Linked DNA regions of Mus musculus: region 1 is linked to region 2. Evidence: chromatin contacts called from public promoter capture Hi-C data. All regions are on one chromosome and are shown on one strand. Each heading gives the region's core, a stretch centred on a gene start, on an enhancer-like site or on the middle of the called end of the contact. The rest is flanking DNA. Distances are from core to core; before and after follow the strand shown. Region 1 holds the start of Armc3 (armadillo repeat containing 3). Region 2 overlaps Pip4k2a (phosphatidylinositol-5-phosphate 4-kinase, type II, alpha).

Evidence for each region. Promoter capture Hi-C pulls out the DNA fragments that hold promoters and counts their contacts.
Region 1: a contact with region 2 is called in a promoter capture Hi-C map of pre-B cells, with 2.6 times the contacts expected there. The contact joins the promoter of Armc3 here to the enhancer-like site in region 2. A contact is called at or near these places in 3 of 39 promoter capture datasets (hippocampal neurons, liver and pre-B cells) and 1 of 9 other capture datasets (embryonic stem cells).

Annotation. Positions count from the first base shown.
Region 1 is chr2:19,195,814-19,201,622 of GRCm38.p6, forward strand. It overlaps Armc3 (armadillo repeat containing 3), which reads left to right and starts at 3,305. Exons shown (of 20, transcript NM_001081083.2): 1 at 3,305-3,544.
Region 2 is chr2:18,913,424-18,918,582 of GRCm38.p6, forward strand. All of the region lies in intron 1 of Pip4k2a (phosphatidylinositol-5-phosphate 4-kinase, type II, alpha), which reads right to left. Among named protein-coding and RNA genes, the nearest start is that of Gm33534, 37 kb to the left of the region's middle. Within about 2 kb of position 3,393, at least 102 of the 459 cell types and tissues checked have an H3K27ac peak or open chromatin away from gene starts, as enhancers often do. A contact at or near this core is called in pre-B cells, where this site is marked.

The DNA of each region.
Region 1 (5,809 bases), core at 2,055-4,554, 280 kb after region 2:
CAAACTTTGTCTCTGTAACTCCTTCCATGGGTGATTGTTTCCAATTCTAAGAATGAGCAAAGTGTCCATATCCAGGGATCCATCCCATAATTAGCCTCCAAGCGATGACACCATTGCATACACTAGCAAGCCTTTGTTGCAAGGACGGTGATATAGCTGTCCCTTGTGAGACTAGGCTGGGGCCTAGCAAACACAGAAGTGGATGCTCACAGTCAACTATTGGATGGATCACAGGGCCCCCAATGGAGGAGCTAGAGAAAGTATCCAAGGAGCTAAAGAGATCTGCAACCCTATCGGAGGAACAACATTATGAACTAACCAGTACCCCAGAGCTCTTGACTCTAGCTGCATATGTATCAAAAGATGACCTAGTTGGCCATCACTGGAAAGAGAGGTCCATTGGTCAGGCAAACGTTATATGCCCCACAGTACAGGGGAATGCCAGGGCCAAAAAATGGGAATGGGTGGGTAGGGGAGTTGGGGGGGGGAGACTTTTGGGATAGCATTGGAAATGTAATTGAAGAAAATACGTAATTAAAAAAAAAAGAAATGAGAGATAGAAGGCTGGAGAGATGATTCTGTGGTTAAGAGCACTTCCAGATGCCCCAGGATGGATTCCCACCATTACATAGCAGTTTATAGATGGCTGTAACTCCAGCTCCAGAGGATCTGATGTCTTCTGGACTCATCAGGCCCTGCACACACATGGTGCATAGACATACAAGCAGGCAAAACACCTATGCACCGAAAAAATTAAAATTTAAAAAGGACATGAGAAGAATAGACCATATATTGGTGAGAAATATTTCTAAATCACATTTATGATAAATTACTGATATATAAAACAATTCTTACAACTTAGAAAGACAACTCACTTATAAAAGTAGAAAAACATATTTAAGCTGATATTTCACTGAAGAAGACAGAGGAACACAAGAGCATAGGAGATCAACATCACGAGAGAGAAATATAAATTAAAAACCAGTAAAAGAGGGCCAACAAGAGGGCTCATCAGGTAAAAGAGCTGTTGCACAAGCCTGAAGACCTGAGTTCAATCTTCAGAACCCACGTGGGAAAGGAGAGAACTGACTCCCACATACTGTCCCTTTGGTGTCCCACAAGAACACCATAGCACATATTCCATCTCCTCACAAAATGAAGAAATGAAACTAAATAAAACCTAGAAGAGATAGCACATTCACCCTCTGGAATGACTGCGAATGCAAGGACTTTACAGTATCAAGTCCTGTAGAGTGTACTTCCCAACTGGAGTTCTCCCCTATTTACAGTTGCATTGTCGGTGTGGAAAGCAACTAGCAGGTTCTCATGACACTAACCACACCCTTGCCTCAAAAACTAGAAGTGGAATTCTACTCCTGATATTTTCCCAGGGAGAAGGAAACATGTACTCCCTAAACCAATGTCTGAATGGTCAGAGAAGATGGATTTATACCATCCACAAATTAGAATGTGCTTGGATCAACATCAGCAGCTGTCTGTGCAGCTCAGTAAGGAAGAGAACCAGGGACAAGTCTCAGGGACATGAATGGCAGATTAAAGGGGCCAGGCAGAAAAGGCTGCATGCTGTTTGGTTTCATTTACAAGACATTCCAGAAAATGCAAGATTATAGAGAAAGAAGAGAGAGCAGTGGCTCAAGGAAAGTAGGGGAGAGAGGCTTGATGTCAAAGAAAGATGAAGGACACTTGGGATGACAGAAATGTCCTATGTTCATGGTGGCAGTTGTCCCCACAACTTTAAACCCTGGTCAAAGCTCACCAACTGTGTGTTTTAAATAAACATGAATCCCTCCCCCAAAAACCTGAATACAAGACATATTGAGTCAAGAAAAGTCTATACAAAGATCAAAACACTGATTTAAATTATTTCATAAAAAAATCTCTTTATGACTTGTAATATTGTATTTTTAAGACATGTGTATGATGTACTAGCGCAGGACATGCCTATAAAAGTCAAACCGATCTCACTACACGTCTGTCTTTGCCATTTACTAGAAAAGTGACTTTATGCCAACTACTTAGCTCATACCTCATAAAATTAGGGTGGGGCTTATATGACTCGCGTTAAAAGCTCATAACTCTCTGGCTTAGAATAAGTGTTCACCAAATGTCCATTTAGAAATGGCCTAGGTGGGAGAGCATGCATACTAGTACACAGTCAAACATACACCCACACGCACACATGCGCACACACAGTTTATAATGTCATAGGAAAACACTGGGACTAGCACACATGTAAGTTAGAGCAATGGTATAAAATAAGGAATGCTTTGTGGGCCTGGAGGAGCGAGACTTTCTGGAGGAAATCTTGACGATAGATATGAAAAATGAGCAATGGTTTTTGGACCAATTAAGGGAGTAAAGGGCAGAAAATGTCACTGTGTACTTGAGAAATTATTATATTTATATACATATAGGGGGCTGGAAAAAGGAAGATAATGAATTGCGTTAGTTAAGATATTAGTCAAAGTTTAACCAAAATATAGAAATCACGTGATATATTTGCCCACAAATACTTTGATAGAAATAGTTGTTAAACATGTAAAAATCTGCTTGTTAGGTGATTAAGATGGCAGGAAGAGGAAAGTCACAACTGTGAACAACAGAAGTTGGAAAGGTCACAACTGTGAGATGCATCCGGCCCTGTTAGGGCCGAGAGAACAGAGAGCAGGTGGGACAGGAGTCTGCAAAGTGTAAGGGGTGGAGAGATGGACCCCTAAAGGAAACTGACGGGCTCTTTCTGGTGACTGCACCAGCCCAGCTTGATAAGTAGAAATGAAGGAAGAGTCGGCCTGGAAGATAAACAGTGCCCAGGAGAGCACAGCTGGGAAAGGAAATGGGGATTTGGAATGAGAAGCTGGGGGAGGGGGTGAGGTAGAAGAGACTGGAAATAAGGCAGCGGGGGGTGGGGGGTGGCATCAAACAGGCAAACAGTTTGGGGACAATGCCTTTTCCTAAGAAAATTACAAACATTCGAGCAATAGAGGGACAAGACCAGAACAATTATTTCCGGGGGACTGGGAAGGGGGAAGGGGGAGAGGGATGGGGCGGTGTACATCTATGGTGTAGAGGAAAAACCGGGAGGAGAAACTAGAGTCATTAGCTGCGATGACCTGGAATGTGGTGGCAGTAAGAACATGAGAAAGATCTAGTAAGGGAAGGAGCCAATTAACTGATGGCTTCTTTACTGAGAGGATGGCTAGGGGGCAGAGGGCGAGAGAGCAAACAGGATCGTCTTTATTTGGGCCGTTGGAAAGAATATCTGAAGACGAGGAAGGGAGGGAGAGGAGGAGATTTTGAGCCTTGTTAGACTTGCCATGGCACGATTGTGGTTCCTGCAGGATTGATTGATCGATCACTTTGGAGCTGGACAAAGGGAGCCTTGGGGCTAAGAACTAATTCCGGGCAGAGCACGCATGCGCAGCCCAGCGTCGCCTAGCAACAAACATCAACACAGACCCTCAGAGGCCAGTGGAGTTTGCCACATGTACAGAGCCACTGCTTCTTGAGACTTGACTCCGCGCAGGTAAACGACAGGCACGGATGCACACCTGTCCCGAGGGTTGGAGAGGCCAAGGACTAGAAGACAGGGCAAACTGTAGCGTTCAGTGCACAGGTGGGGACCGTTGGGACAAAGGAACAGTACACCAGACAAACTGTCCCAGACCTGCACCCGCAGTTACGAGGTCACTTAACGGAGCAAACCTGGAGCTCTAAGAGCGATTTGAGGAGCTAAGATCCAGTCACTTGACTGTAAGCGATTCTTGAAGTAGGACCTTACCTGCTTCAGCCCTCCACTGCGGCTTTAGTTCTGCTTAAAGGCAGCTTCTGCCTTAGCGACTACCTAAAGCTCAGAGACTGAGAGGGCTGCAGGAGAGAATGGGGAAACAAATAACAAATAGGGCAAATGTGGCTATGAAACGTATTCATTTAAGCCACACCCATTGTCATAATCAGTACAATGAACCTGGTACCTATTCATCCCGCTATCTTTTAGCTGTTTCCAAAAAAAAAAAAAAAGGTAGGTGGGTGAATTTTGTGTATATCCAAAGACGTTCGTTGCAGCCTTGGCCATAATTCCAGAAAACTGGAAATGGATGCTAGATGAGTAATGAACTTGAAAAAACATTATTTAAATGATATGCTGACCAATGGAGAATAAATGGAAATGGAAAGGTTTTGAACTTGCCCTTTAATAATTTCTTAGGAAAATGGTCCCAGGTAAGGAAATTGACAATCGGCAATACAATTTAGGCAAGATGGTAAAACAAAAACAAAAACAAAAACAAAACAAACAAAAACCAAAACAACAACAACAAAAACAAAAACCCACTTATCTTTGGTAAATTTTACTTTGTTCATTGTGTCTATGGCAAATTGCTCCCACTTATACCAGAGGATTACATCTAAGCCCCTGAACAGCCATCCTACACCCAATATAGTGGTAAAATCCAGCCGCCTCTAACTTTGGAGCATTGCCCAGGACCCATCCATGTTTGCAATGCTGTGTGTATTTATTCTCTGCACTGTTCATTATTCAACTGTTCAAAACATCATCCAGGAATAGAAGACATTAGTCTGAGGACAACTGAGATAACTCCACATAGTTTTGTGTGGGTGTAACTTGTCTCCTGAATGTCCTTTAGCAGGAATTGTTATAAATCAGTTGCTGGTATGTCTTTCAATAGCTTATGAACTTATTTTGACCTATGAACTTACCCCTGTGCCTACGATAGCTTCTCGCTGTTCTGGAATAGTTCCTGTGTGTCTTCCTGAATGAAACAAGCTCAAAACCAAGGGCCTATGTACTTTTCAAGTATGTATGAGTATTTGAAATTTTAGAAGAAATGTTGGTGCTAATATATAAAAAGAAAATTGGAAATTGGTATTTTAATGTTTTACTAATGGTACATTTCCATACATTTTAAGATAGTTTTCTCATTTTGTAAGAATTTTCATGTATCCACTAGTTGCTGAGTGAATTCTAAAGCAATCCTGATGAAAAATTTGGGAACTAGAGAGATGGGTGAGTGATTAAGAGGACTTTGTTTGGTTCCCATCACCCACATTGCAGCTCACAAGTTTATAACTTCAGTTTCAGGGGTCCAACACCCTTTTCTAGCCTCCTCAGGCACCCAGCATGCACATGGTACACATATATGAAGGCAAAACACAGTATACATAAAATGAATACATCTAAATATTATTTATACAGACATATTTAGTGGAGGCTATGGGTGTTTTGTTTTTAACATTTAAGTATAGTGTATAAGGCATAAGGTAGCCCAGTATAGAGTAAGCCTGACTAGTTCCTCACAGACCTTAGGGCTCAAAGGCTTGAAGTCAGTCGCATGGAATAGATGCCTTTTAGAAGTGTTTGAGTTATTTGGCCTTTGAATGTGTACATCGCATTCTGCCCAGTGTCTATAAAACCAGATATTGCTTTTGAGCTCTGACAAGCAATTTGAACTATTCCTGACTCTGAAGGCCCTATCCTATCCCATCCTAAGGTTTCTCATCGGTCTCTGGTAACTTACTCTTCTTTTCACCAAAGCGTTATTCACAGGAAAATAGAGCTAATGATTTTCATAATACTGAATTCATATCATGGGCTAGATACCGCAAGTGCACAACATATTTGCATAAAACAAACAAACAAACCCACAGAGTTGGTGAGTTGTGCTGTGATTTTTCTTGTTTAATAACACCAGTGTTCAGCAATCTTACCAAAAAGTTCCTTGAAAATCAATGTTTCCAACAGGGACGTCCATAATATTTTGTGCATATGCTG
Region 2 (5,159 bases), core at 2,143-4,642:
AATTTGCAATTGAAACTAATGAGGAAAAACACAGATATCTTGTTTCAACAATAAAAACAAAACAAAGCAGAAGAGTAGCAGAGAGGGAACAAAATCACAACAACAACAACAACAACAGTAACACATTTTCAAATTACATCTTTCCTACTAACTTAACTTTGGGAAGAATTACCTAATTTTTTTTTAACCTAAATTTTTTAAAATCAGATTTTAGTATTAATTGGATAGTCACTTGTAACTAGTAAGTTCCATGCAAGGGGAAATCAAATCTTCAATAATTTGCACATCATTTGTAAATACTTTTTACAACCTTGTCACAGAGATAGGTTGAAACAATTAAGAACTTTCAAAACCAGTCCAGACACAGGCATATGGCCCACACTTGGGCTGGAGTGGCTCTGGTTACAGTTAACCCTGCAAACTGAATACCAATTAGAAAGTTCTGAGGTTTCGGTGGGGCAGGCAGAGCAAATTAGAGCCAATTACAGGGGCAGGAATAACAGGCGGCTAGCTGAAGGTATTTGCAAAGTGTATCTTTACTTGTTACTGGGTGAGGCCAATTTCCTACAGCCGTTCCATCAATACTCATTTCTGAGGCCATTTTGGAAAAGCTAATACTTCCATATTACAGATCACACAGATGACAGGATCCAAGAGTGAGCTACCTTCCACTATCTAGAAAACAATGTTTCATTATGACAGGGCAAATGAAATTGTTCTGATAGCAAAGCTCAGATACAAGCACAGACAAAAGAGTCTGTCTCCTTCACCTGCAAACTCAAAACCCTAAATTAGTCACTTACGGTTTTATTTCCTTTTAACTAAAAGCAATCGAGTCAATCTTTTGCACAGTGGCTACTTGATTAAAATAATAATAAAACCAGGAGCAGTATACCATCCGGCAACGCATTGCCCCAAAGCTCTATTATCAAGAGTCATTTCCCTACCTGTTCCCTCTCCACATGCTGTGGGTGGGTAGTGTGTGCACATGTGTATCTATACACTTGCACATACAGACGTCGACCTCAAGTGTCAGTCCTTAGGAGCTATCCAGTTTGTTGTTTTGAAGAGTCTCTCACTGACCTTGTCAAGTTACCTAGGTTAGCTGGGTGTAAACGCCAGGGCTCTTCCTGTGCCTGCCTCCTTTAACACAGCAATTATAAATATATACATTTTTTTAAATGTAGGTCCTGGGAATTGGAGTCAGGTCTTCCTGTCTGTGAGGCAAACACTTTTCCAACTGAGCCATCATCTCCCCAGTCCAGTACCACAGAGATTTCTGATGGACACGCCTCAGTGGCTGGCTCACTACCAACTCAAAGAATAGATTCATGTTAAAATTTACCACCCATAAAACACAGAATCCAACATTAAATTGAGAATTAAGGCCAGAAATCTGTAAGTTATTCCAGAAGCATATGGAGTTTAAAAAAAAAATCTAAGAAAGACGTTGCCAATGAAAACAAATGTTACAACGTGGTCTACTGAGAAGGACCCCAGCCTTGGAGTCTAGAGACCCATGACTGAGGCTGGTTTTACTTCTTCATTCAGGGCCCAGAGGCCCCTGATCTCACCCTTTGCCTTTAAAATGAGCTTGAGAAGAGATGTCAAATGATGTACTTTTTCAGCTGGGTAATTTAGGAAGTGCTTGAATTAATTACTTGTCTATCAGACTTCAGAAAATTTACACAAAAAGCTGGATTTCTGGCCTCTTTTAGAATAGGCAGGTTAAGCCAGGCGTGGTGGTGCACGCCTTTAATCCCAGCACTCGGGAGGCAGAGGCAGACGGATTTCTGAGTTCGAGGCCAGCCTGGTCTACAGAGTGAGTTCCAGGACAGCCAAGGCTACACAGAGAAACCCTGTCTCGAAAAACCAAAAAAAAAGAAGAAGAAGAAGAAAAAAGAAACGAATCTGGAAAGCTTCAAAGGAGCACATCTTTCTTCTCGGTCTCACTCTAATATACTCAAATAATTTACGACTTCCTGTGAATCCATCTTGTAAGGAGGATGCTCTCATTCCATGTACCCTGTGAGGTCAGGATTCTATCAGGACAATGGGGTGCTGACAGTCATTCTGGCAGGGATCCTAACTCTCACAGTCCTTTGGGAATGAGGTGCAAGTGGCCATGCAGAAGGTAAGTTGGCTCGTCACACCATGTTCCCACTGGCATCCTCCAGAGTCAAACACATATGCTTAGAAAGTAAGCAATGCAAGAGAGCCATGCATCTTAGCCTGCCAATCACACAGACGTCATTAGTAAAACCCGCAGATGAAGGGAAAGGATTCGGTTTGGAGTCTGGTTTTGTTTTATTTATTTATTTATCGCCCAGAGAGATTTTTTTAAAAAAGAGATTTCACTGCCGGCCTAGCATTAAGATTCCAGAGAGGAAAAGCTGGATTCCTGGTCTCTTAGGCTAGACTCCTGTTTTCCTTTCCAAGCACACAGCAGAAGCGCAGCCAGCTTCACTACCCAAGATCTGCCCCACAGAACAAAATGAGGAAAGCGACCACTATGCCAGGAATGGTGTTTTCCCAGACTCCTGCTTGGAGTTGATGAATTGACTACATTTTTATTTCTTTTCCCTTCCAGAAACCCTACTGGAATGACAAAAGAGGAAGTGGGGGATGAAAACCAAAACAAACCAACAGAAAACAACAACAACAACGCAAAACAAAAACAACAAAAACTCCAACCCCATGGCAAAGACAAACATACCACAGACAGAAGAGGAGAAACCACAGAGAATCTTTAACAGGCAGAAAGGAAGCAGACTGTTACTGACAGAAGAGACAAGGGCCAGGGACTTGGGCACCTGCCTTGTCTCCACGGCTGGACTTCCACATGCAGAGACAAGGGCTGATTCCTTGAGACCAGGTCCCAAGAGGCTCTGGGTTTGAGAGCAGGATACCAGCTGGGCCAAGGAGTTAACAGAACCTGTACTCCAACTCCTGGGCCTGAACCTCCACCCTCTTCCCTGCAGTCCAGGCCACTCTGTTAGGGACACCAGGACACTCCCCCACCCCTTGGGGGAAAAAGCCCTAGAGAAAAAATTCCACCATAGGCAATATTAAGAGCTACCTTGCTTGTAACCCACCCACCTACCCACCAGCCAATAGGCATTACCCTCCATGCACCCAGAACTCACCAACTGGCCACCAGAACCTCACTCAGTCTGGAATATGAACTAATATCAATAAGCTGCCAGATGGCTGGCCTTTGTTTTTCCCCATGTGTATGTGTCAAGTGTACATGCTAAGCCTTTGCCATGATCTGTACACTCATTTCATCAGATGCATCAGCGGGCTGATCCTCAGATTCACACTGTGCTTGTCTTTAGCTGAGTGAAACAAACCCCACAAAGCAAGCAGGTGCTTAAAGGGAAGTCTGCAAAGAAACCTCCGATCAAGCTACTGCTAACCCAGAGTGAGCAAGCGAGCGGGCGCGGGCGGGGGAGGGGGGGTCCGCGGAGCTGACCTTGCTCGGTTCTCTCTAGATCAGTCAATACAAATGCTTTGTGGAATAAAGAACTGTTGTTCAGAACAACAGAAATGACTAGAAAGACTTTAGGTAAAACACGGGTTGCTTTTCAACTATATTTGGTAATGACAACCCACCCCTAATCCACACTGAGGTCTTGAGGATCTGTGGAAGGAATGGCCAGTGAGGGCCTGAAGTCAGTAATGTGTCACATGTGACACTGAGCTACCAAATGACTTCACTAAACTTCATGGTTAATGTGCATATGCTTCATACAAGGTGCCATTAACAGCAAAGCCCCAACACACAAACACTACGATTCCTGTACAACACTATAGAGAAAAGCTCTGTACTCTTACCGTCGTAGAAGTGGCTAAAGATGCACAAAATCCAATGTGAGATCAAATTGGCACAAATCCCTCTGCCAGGTAGTACCTACTGTTGGCAGATGCTCTTGGGGCAGGGTTAATGTTTCAAGACTTAAAAATAGAATAAATTACACACCCTGGGGAAGCTTGCTTCCTAGTTGCACTGAAGTTGATTCTAGCAATCCCTGGCTTGGCATTGCTAAGTGACTGCTACATTGAAGAAAGGCTGTGTGTGGAAAGCCAAGCAGGATGAGTCACACATGACACTTTAGACACTGGTGAACACTGCCAGTCCCCAGAGGGGCAACTCAGCAGAATTCTACCTAGAGGCAAAACCCCCATACATAGTCCTTCCACTTCCTTTTTGGAGGGAAAGGTGAGACTCTATAGTAAGTCAGAAAGTAACACCTCCAGAGAAACTGAAGTTTTGAAACCAGAGTTGTATAAAAACCAGGTATTTGTAAGTTTCCGTGTTTGCCAGCTTGCCAAAACAACTGCACTTGGGCCAGCCATGAAAACTCTTCCATCCACAACTCCTTACAGAATGCTCTACGGAGCCCGTGAGAAGTGTGTCCCAGAGCTCTGGTCCATTTACTACCTGCTTTAGAACGTATCTGTTGGACTTCCAAAGAAGGACAAACCCCCTGGCCAATTTTGAAGTTTTCAGTAAAATATAATTTTATCATTTGAAAGTCAACAACAACAACAACAACAACAAAAGAAAGTCAACAAAATAAAAGTTCAGTACAGCTGGCAGGGGTTGATAAGAGAGGATGTGATAATTTGCCAAATACAGGCAGCGGTGATGTTCTGTCATTATCTGGATTTATGTATTTTTGTGAGGTGCAATTTTCAACAACAAAGCTATTAAAGCCAAGAAGCAAATGGCACAGAACTCAGAAGTAAGCTTCCAAAAAGTCACAATTAGGATACAACTTTGAAAAATAATTAAATAATTATAATACTTGCATCTAAAAAGAAAAGAAAGAAAAAAGTCTTTAATGAAAGCTACAGGTTCTTTGGTGTTCTAATTATTTATATACTTGATTGAACTTTTAGAGTTTGCAAATATGCTATAAAGTATATATTAGCATGTATACATAAATGCGTACATGTTAGTATGGGCACCCAACCTTTCAGTGCTTTGTTTTGAGAATTTTCAGTGTCTTTACCCATCAAACTCTAGGTGGAAAACAGAAAAGCTGGTGCTGGGCTTCGGGGAATAAAGAGTTCCAGGATCTTTCTAACACAGGTTTTTTTCCTGGGCGTAGAGTTGGTACCCCCTTCCCGTCTCACTCACCCCTTCCCTTCCC